2 separate regions of the Zea mays genome follow, and region 2 is linked to region 1. A link is a contact called in public Hi-C data. All regions are on one chromosome and are shown on one strand. Each heading gives the region's core, a stretch centred on a gene start, on an enhancer-like site or on the middle of the called end of the contact. The rest is flanking DNA. Distances are from core to core; before and after follow the strand shown. Region 1 holds the start of LOC542339 (acidic ribosomal protein P3). Region 2 holds the start of LOC103626411 (putative disease resistance protein RGA3).

What was found. Hi-C and Micro-C count contacts between places; a contact is called where the count stands out from the background.
Region 2: a Hi-C map of ear shows a contact between it and region 1, with 1.8 times the contacts expected there. The contact joins the promoter of LOC103626411 here to the promoter of LOC542339 in region 1. A contact is called at or near these places in 7 of 25 Hi-C or Micro-C datasets (bundle sheath, ear, endosperm and 3 more).

Annotation. Positions count from the first base shown.
Region 1 is chr5:58,702,439-58,707,241 of Zm-B73-REFERENCE-NAM-5.0, reverse strand. LOC542339 (acidic ribosomal protein P3) reads left to right here and starts at 1,893. Exons shown (of 2, transcript NM_001111919.2): 1 at 1,893-2,171; 2 at 2,867-3,346. The coding sequence starts at 1,974. The coding sequence ends at 3,031.
Region 2 is chr5:59,058,924-59,063,726 of Zm-B73-REFERENCE-NAM-5.0, reverse strand. It overlaps LOC103626411 (putative disease resistance protein RGA3), which reads right to left and starts at 2,495. Exons shown (of 8, transcript XM_008646817.4): 1 at 2,039-2,495; 2 at 1,149-1,291; 3 at 508-970. The coding sequence starts at 813. LOC103626410 (anaphase-promoting complex subunit 2) reads right to left here. Exons shown (of 16, transcript XM_008646815.3): 13 at 4,745-4,803; 14 at 4,395-4,586; 15 at 4,238-4,306; 16 at 3,748-4,130. The coding sequence ends at 4,008.

The DNA.
Region 1 (4,803 bases), core at 644-3,143:
CCGACGAATTTTATAGAAGCTGGCTGAAAAGCTAAGCGTTTGGCAGTCCGCAACAGCTTTTGGTGGCCAGAAGCTGCCAGAAGCCGAAACAAACAGGGCCTATAACTAATATACTCGTGGTTGAAATACATATTCGGTACGAAAACATGAATTTGATTTCATTTTTTTCTAAAACAAATGGTCTATGCCTGCTTTGTAACACTAATAAAAAAGATTTTTGAGATTTCGACTACACGGTTTTTTTGGATATTTTTTAAAATACATGTACGCCCCATTTGAATTATTGGAATTGAATTCCATTCTAATAATAGTAATTTACGCATATATCAATTAAGCTAATTCGATTTTATGCAAAATATATTTGTATACTATTATTAGCAAGATGTTAGAGATATTTATGTACTACATTTTTTACTAGAGAGGAGTGAGACGAGGAGTGTCATGTAAGTTATAGAGTAGAAACAAATTCTACTAATACATAAAATCATTTCTCACCCTCCACCGCATGAATTTGAGATAGGATTATATCTGAACTTTGAAAAGTGGTTGAATGTTAAATTCCAAACTAAATAAGTTACTTTATTGAGTGTATTCCAATTCCTCTAAAATGAAGGGATCCAAACGCTTAAAGCACCAACGGTCGTCCCGCGTCATCTTTTTACAAATAACCCCTCACAACCATTTCAGATTAATCCGCTGCACGCCTATAGATGACCAAACGACGGCTGGGCCAGACGCCAGCGGGCCACAACTCCCATCTGTCTGTTTGATTAAATTAGCGTAAAATATTAAAAAAATAGTGCAAGAGATAGGGTTTGAACTCATGCCTTGATGAAAGAAGGGCAGAAGACACTAGGTAAAGCTATCTAACCAGTAAAACATCATGATTAGATGTTTTTAATATTGAATATAAATTATATATATGTATATATGTTTTTTTTGTAAAATAAAAAAATTTGTGTCGGGCCGGACCAGCAGTACGGACCGAGGCTACAGCCCAAGCACGACACAACGTTCTTGGCTCTTGCAAGCATTAAGTCATTTCTAAGACCACATTAGCGCAATTGACTTCATGGTGTTTGAGGTTGCTGAATTGGATGCGACAATAATGATTTGTCACACTAACAGTAAAATGAAAGGTTATTTGTTGGTTTAAAACGTTAGTAATTGCTACGAAGTAGCATAATTTACATGGAGCGCACACAGTCTTTATTGATGCATAACTTTAGCAACCACTCCATATTTTGATCTATCTTTTTTATAAGTTTGAGTTCACGTGACTTAATTTAGAAACTTGAGCTCACAAACTTTCTCTTATTTGGTCTATGTATGGTGGAATTATATAATTATATAGTCTCTGTATGTTTAATCAGTCGTTGTGAACTCTCTTCTAATCGCTCACTTTATTGGTCGTGTTGTATCAAGACATATTGGATGAAGTAAATAATAACATCAGTTAGCCAAATCAAAAAAATATTATACGGAGAGCGGAGACAATCAATAAAAAATATTGATTTTTTTTTGTGGATAGTTTACATGAGTGTTGTTGTAAGCCGTCGCAACGCACGAACAACCGACTAGTATGGAATAAAACAACAGTCCATAACCACTTAGATAGAAAAAAATTAAAATTAAGAAAGTATAAAAATCTGGTTTTATAAATGAGAGGTAAAAAACACGATCATGAGATTTGAGGGGTCAAAAGGATTTTATCCCAGAATTTATGCACATGTTTGTGTCCTTTCGTGTTTCATTGATGTTGGGCGAAGCATTAAACTAACTAAGCCCATATAATCTTGGCCTGGCCCATAAACGCGGGCCCGGCCCCACGAGGTTCCATGGGCTCCCAAGAAACCATTACATAAACCCACCCATTGCTAGGGTTTCAACCCAGCAGCCTCCCAAATCCCCAAAGCCTCCGACCCCCTTCCTCTCTCCCTCCGCCGCCGCTGCGCACGCAGGGAACAAGCGACATGGGCGTCTACACCTTTGTGTGCCGCAACAACGGCGGCGAGTGGACCGCCAAGCAGCACTCCGGCGAGATCGAGGCTTCCGCCGCTACCCCATACGAGCTGCAGCGCCGCCTCGTCGCTGCCGCCTCCGCGGCCGACTCTGCCTACGGCGTCCAGTCGTCCTTCTCCATGGTCACCCCCAGCTCCGCCGTGTTCCAGGTCTGTTCGCCGACGCATTCCTTCTGGATCCACCGGATCTAACGTTTATACAGTATATAGATGTATATGCGAAGTTGTCTGTATTCGGCAGTGAAGTATCTCGACTTGCCACTGTTTCGGCTGATCGCGTCTGTAGAGCAATAGGTTTGTCAGGTTGATATTATCGTTTTGAGAATCTGATGTTGTGTAGCATAGCAGCTTATAGTGTTGGAGCTGGTGATGCTGTATTTGTCTTGTTGGCATAGAACTATTGTCTTGTTGGTAATTGGTATATAACTATAGATTGAAGTGTTCTCCTTTGGCCATTACTGTTGCCTGAAGTGTTCCCTTTTGGCCATAGTAGAATTCTGTGTTGTTGCTGATCTGCATAATTCAAGCCCATTCCTCGTTTATGTTATATAAACTGTGTTATATGTCAGCCACCACCTATATACTTTAGCTACGTTACTGTGTTTTAGCTGTTAGTTTTTGTTAGAAAATATCAAAATTAACTAGGTTTCAATGTAAAAAAACTGCTATGCTTGCGCTTTGGCTGACTGTGGTGTGTAAGTTCTATGATTAACCCACACCTGAATTGAACGTGGTAGTGTTTATGATGATTAGATGTCTAGGCTTTCTATGTTTGCGTGAATCGTTTCTGCTGGATTGTCCATTGTCATCACCACCTTATGTTCAATACTTTAAATCTTGCGCAGGTGATCGTCGGTGCTGTCGGTGGTGGTGCAATGATGGTGAGCGGAGGTGGCGGCGGCGGTGCTGCTGCATCTGGTGGTGCTGCTGCCGAGGCTCCCAAGGAGGAGAAGAAGGAAGAGGAGAAGGAAGAGAGCGACGACGACATGGGATTCTCCCTGTTCGACTAGAGTTGTGTGTGTCATCTGGATCTCAGAAGTGGTGGTTTGGTCCTGTTGCCGTAGTTAATTTTGCTGTCCTGTCTGTGAACCTGAAGAACTCTTGGTAATTGTTACAAGCGACCTGTTCCAGTTTATGTGAGAATTTGATATGTTGTTTGGAATCATATATTCTCCTTGCCATTTGTTGTGATTTTCGGTGCCAAAAGGTTACTGTTTCCTGTAATGATAATATGTAGCTAGTACTTGTTCAAGAAATTGAACAGCAACAGTACTACTTGTTCAAGAAATTGAACAGCAACAGCTCGTCATGCACCTTCTTTCTCTCGTGAAGCTCTGTTCTATGTTTCTCAACTTTGAGAGTTGATTCTTTAATAGAGTGATTCTCTATCAAAAGTGAATTTATTTGACGAAAATTGTTTTACAAATAGATTGTGAACTGATTTCTGAGTAGGTTGGGAGAGGTGGTAAGTAGGTTTTTTGGTTTCCACTTTCAGTATGAAATAGTGACTAGATTTACTCTACTTTTACCATGGAGCAGTTCAGATTTTTACAGTTTGGCTCTGCGGTAGTGATTCTCGTTGATAGCGAAGTTGTGGGAGCTCTGCCCCTTAATTTAAAGGGTCTTTGCACTGTTTCTACTATTCCAACTTCAACATAAAGTTGTTGTTTATAATCAAATTTAACTTGTTTTAAAAAATATTTTTTACTCTAAACAAGAAATAAAATAACCTATTTAAATGTCTTCTAAAAGTTTATAACTTGCTTTCCGATTTTCTAAAGCTCCTAACGTTATATTTCATCAGTTTTACTAAATTTTATGAAGCACAAGGAGTCCTAAACATGGCCCGCTTCAATTGCCATCGAGAGCTGTCCAAGCGACCCGGACCGAGCCTGCCGCGTCACCTCCCGGTGGCACCCGCCAGAAAGTCCCGGAACAGGGTACGGTCGTACGGATAGGTGTTAGTGAAATATGAATATTTCGTTACCGGGTGAAAGGTAAAAAAACTACTCTTAAAAACGCTTGTAAATATGGATAGATATTACTTTTATCATATTTGTTTTTATATTTTCTCTTCGAATATAAATGTTATTGAAATTATTGAGTTATTTTGGATAATATTTTGGATAAGATTTAAATAAATATCAATATTTTACATACTCAACTTTGAGTATATAGATACGAATATAAATCAGATACGAATCAGATACTGAATACCCAAACTCATAAAAATGGAACCATAGCTCTTTTAAAGTTATACATTAAATTCTAATACACACATGTAATATTTGTATCATATATATATATGCCCTTCATGCCACATGGACACGAGCAAATGCCACACACCCCTCCGCCCATATATGAAGAAGAGCAAAATCTACTGTCGATGTCTAGACTTTTAGCGGTGTATTATTTTGGTCCCTAAACTTTTAAAGTGCATATCTAGATTTCTAATCTTATGAAGTTGTATCGTCCCTATACTCTTAACATGCACAATCTTTCTCTATACTTCTATGATTGTGTCATTTGAAACCCTAAACTCCCAAAATATACGTGAAGTGGGTCAAAACTATTTGGACATGCGATAACACCAAAAACTAAGTTTATTGGCCCAAATAATCTGTACTACTTATTAAGTAAGCAATAGTAGTCTGCCTCCCCTTGTTCTGCCGTTCTGCCTCACATCTATCTGGACCGTCCATTTCTATTGCCTATGTCATCCAGCCGTACGCGCCCTTTCCCTGTCCACGATCTAGCCGTGCCCCTCTGGTCGCCGCCTCGC
Region 2 (4,803 bases), core at 1,246-3,745, 360 kb before region 1:
AAAATCAAATGATTTCAAAACCGTAAATGCTAGAAAGCACACTCCCTACTTCCTTGCCTGCATATAAACTTTACAAAACTAGTTGATTATCCTGTTGCAACTTTAAGTTAGATTGATGCACAAATTATATCAGAACTTAGACAGCTACTACTAATTGTGTGTTTATCATTACACTTGCATTCAACATCAAAATAAACATAGCCTTTTAGTCCCAAACAAGTTGGGGTAGGCTAGAGTTGAAACCCAACAAGAAGTCACCAAAAAGAGAAAGAGAGAGAAAGGGGAGGGGAAGGGAAAAAGCTTTTGAGAGAACTAAAAGGGATAACTCAGTAGCTATTAATTTATATACACCACAGAACCTTGAAAACAAGTACTTAGGAGTACCCGCCACCGACACATTGAACAGAAAGATACCAGTATACCTTTTTAGCCCATTCGTTCTTATGTATAACAAAAATGTACTTCAATACAGAAAAAATTAAATCAGAAATAGAAAAAGGTGGTCACCTTCTTAAACGAACCATAGCCAATGTCATTATTTGATTCCATTTCCTCTAAAATGTCATGAATGTCATAAGCAGCAAACTTAAGCCTCTTGAGCCAGAGGCGCACACGTTCCTCTCGTGAAGACCGCTTCTCAGCGTCATTCAATACAGCTTGGAGAGTCAACAGAGTGCTCCTGATCGACTCAAGATCATCCTTGAACTTCCACAGCATGTTGACCTCAGGCCCAATAACCGCACCAAGCTTCCCCATGACCACCTTCAGGACAGCCGATGCAAGCATCTCACCGACAACTGTGCCCATGGTCATGGAGCGGCTTTAGCTGTTGTGAATCGTAATGGAGTGAAGTAATGTAAATATTGATTTTGCGATTCAATGTATGTGTCGAACTCCTGAAGTCTTTTGGCTGAGTGCCAGTGCATTTCATGGAAGGTGGGAGTCAAGTCAAGCTGTCTTGGTCAGCCACCTTTAATAACAATGCAAAAAAAAGTTAGGTAGACTGCTTTCCTTTCCATTATTTCACATCTTTTCCTTTTTTGTTCTTTTGGAGGAAACCTCAACCTCAAAATTCCATTAATCCTAAAGCTTTCTCTAACCATCAAATGAAATATTTTCAAAATAGCAACTGTGAATGAAGGACAGACCTGACGCAATGGTGACAGGCCTTTCCATTAAGCCAAAGGTCCTGAGTTCGATGAAGCCTCTATGTAGAATGTACCACGGAATTAAGTCTTGGCTCGGTTACTACCCCACTCATATGGGAGCCGGCAGCACTGGGCCTGTCGAACTGTGAATGAAAATCGTTTAAACAGTGATTTAGCATGAATATCTGCAATTCCCAACCATCTTATCCACTGCAATGAATTGCAGTGCATACAACCCAAATTACAAATAAAAAAACAAATTTCTGATTAACTGATCACTCATTACACTGGTGCTTAATTTCGTGTGCATAATGCAGTTTCCCAGTTATTAGTTCATGCTGGTTACCTTTAGCGTCTTTTCCCAGAAGACGCGGGGGCAAGAGCCAAAGATTCCGAGTCTCTGAGTCAGGTCAAGCTTTGTTATCCACCCACAGATTGTTCCTTACTTATCACTGAAGCAAAAGGACAAAGGTCCCTAGTAGCTAGCAGGAAAGAGGTGTAAGAAAGTATAGGAGAGAAGAACGACAGAGCATAGTGGAAGACAGATGTGGACTCCTGTGACTCCTGTCTCGTGCCTAGGCATCTAGGAAAGATGACGAGACGGAAATTTCGCTGGACTGTTACAGCTGAGTGGAGTCAAAGCTAATCGCCAACCGCGTGGAAACAGTCGAAAATGCCTCTGCGATGAGCACGTCAGTGAAATCAAGCAGATCGAAGTCTGCGAGCTACAAACAAAAACGCAGCATCCGGCCTGGCGGCCCCGTTGCATGCTTCCCTCCAGGAGAATCACTGGTTTGCTCGGTTTCCCGTCACTTGCATTTTGTTCGATCCCTCTATTGTTACACGGAAGAGATGAACGCGGAGTGGGATAAACCTGAGCAGGAACGGACCTCGTCGACGAATGCGGGGCGGCGCGGCGCCAGCGAAGCTTCTCCTCGACTAGGCAGTCCCATCCCTACCGATGGATGTTTGGACTGGACTTGGGGCGCGCGCGCGCACACACACAGAGTCATCGGTATCCCAACCCTCGACCACGGGAGCGTCCCTCGCTCTTCCCGGCCATGGTGCAGCCGGCGAGAGGATTCGTCGCGGCGCCAGTTTCGTTGGGCCCCGAGTGGCGCGTGCGTGGGCCTGCAGCCCGCAAAATGTACTGGAAAGTGGGCTAAACAACGGTTTCCCATATCTGGATTAAGATTCCAGGATGCGCGTTACAGTAGTTTTCTATAAAGACAACATAGTGTAAAAATAATTAAGGTGTTAATACAGTAACATTGAATCTTGTTCATCAAATTCAGCATCTATGACTTAGTGCAATATCATCTCCTCCTAAACTATTTTCTAAAGAACTAAGTCTTCGTATGATAGGATGTGCGTGGGATTTAACTCAATCGTAGATAGTGAATCTGATGGACAAGACTTGGTGTTAGTATATTAGTGTGCTAATAGTTTTTACACTAAATATGCTGTTTTTTTAATTCAAATCTATTTTTCTAATGATAAGGAAAGGAAGTGTTATTTGGTGTGGACCTTCACTCTCTGTTTTATAAAGATGTTTTATAAAGATACGATTCTCATTTCACATCTTTATAATAAATTAGTTGCATAGCAGATCACAAAGTGTATTATTAGGTTATCTCTAGTAGCTTAACCATCATCATCCATATATTTAAACTTTACTATGTAAACAGTATAATCTACAGTGCAAACCAGTTTTTTATGATCATATGAGTAAACTGTTGTAGACTGTCTTATATTTTATGATGTCAACTAGTTCTCATACAGTTAAAAATAATATCATTAATCACCCTATCATTCTTTATCATGGTCCAAATCACTACCTTAGCATTTTTATTATTATTGAAACTATCCACATCGTCACATAACTATTCACGTATTGGATAGGGGTGTAACAATAGCAATAATAACTTGCGATAGTGAATGCTAAGTGCTACAAGGTTGATTCCAACCATTCCTACTCTCATTTCCCTCTATTCATACTTTCTATTTATTTTTAAATACATCCCCTCTTTTATTACTCTCCCTATTTATCTTATCCAATCATTTCCACTATTTGGCTTCCCTTTATGTTTTAACTAAGCTATTTAACTCATATACAATAAATTTTTGGAGTTAAAAAATGTACGATATTCGTATTTGTGCTATTGCAATACGCATTGTTTTCTGGTTAAGAAGTTTAGAATAGATTAATTTCGTAAATAATCACAGTCATTAACAAATGAGAGATTACATCTCCTACATCCGATGAGATTTTTCTCTCACCTAATATTCCATGGAAAGGGACTTAGGGAGATGACGTCGTTGGACGGCTCATCCCCGTTCGTACACGTGGAAGAGGGGAGAGGGAGTCGTAGCCTGACGTCAGCATCTGCCTCTAGCAAATTGTGTATATAGATCTTGTTTGGGACAATTTTAGCTCAAAAAAATTGATAGAGTTGGTATAACAAATCAGATGCTTCAGAAAATCGTGAATCTAGAGTTATAAGACTTTAAAAAACATTTAGTTAAATTATTTTATTTATTATTTAGATTATAAATACTTTAAAACTATTTAAATAAACTGACATAAACTACAGCTCCATACTGGATCTAGAACCTAGAGCCATCTCAAATACCTCCATAGTAACACCTTCATAGTCATTGTTTACATAATGAAGTTTAAAATAAAGGAGGATGTGAGATAGGATATGTAAGCTGCCTCTGAACCCGATAACATAGCTTTGATAATGAAGTGTGTTATATCTGATTACCTGACATCTCTAGTCTAAACAACTCATTAGCAAATAGTACAAGTGTACAACCCTAGTCTAACAACCCACTATCCTAGTATAGAAACGGCTGCTACCTCTTTAGCAAGTACAGCCCATCCCTCGTTTCTAGCTTTTCATCTGCTACTAGACCAGAAAGAAAACTTTGCAGCTGCTGCAGCGACTTGTCATACGATGGCTCGGCAATACAAAACATCTGCAAAATGAGAAAAAAAAATGAAAAGAGATCAAAATGTGAAACATAAAAAAAAACCAGTATATCAGATAAGGGGAATGCCGACCAACCATCTTTTGTGCCATTACCTTTAGAGTGTTATGTATCCTGTCCAGCGACATACTCCCAAAATTTGTTAGCATTCCGACGATGTATTTCTGCGGTGCGTACAGCGTCCCAATGTTTGAAAGGTGAGCACAAACAAAATGTAAACGTATTTATTCAGTATTTCATTTTGAGCCATACCTCGTAGACTGTCATTTCTTTCTTAAGCTGTTCCTCCACTGAAGCCACAGAGCTTTCACCTTCCTCCTCAGTCATCTGATACTCTGCCATGCGTTCATTCACAATACTGTCCTTGTTGACATCAGACATGCTATCGACAACAGTGAAGGTGCGATCATCGGCATCTGGTCCTGCTGATTCAGTCAGGACCCCCTATATCATCACATCACAGAAGCTATCAGCAACAGCCAATATACAATAATAATGATTATGCTCCAACAGTCATGTTAGCATGTTCTGCATGATGACAAGCATATTTCACATAAAAAAAAATAAAGCAACAATTATCCGCTGATACATGTGTGCCAGACCTTGCTTGTCCAGAAACTTATTCTTCTGTTAAGAGAATCCATAGGTATGCCAATTTCTG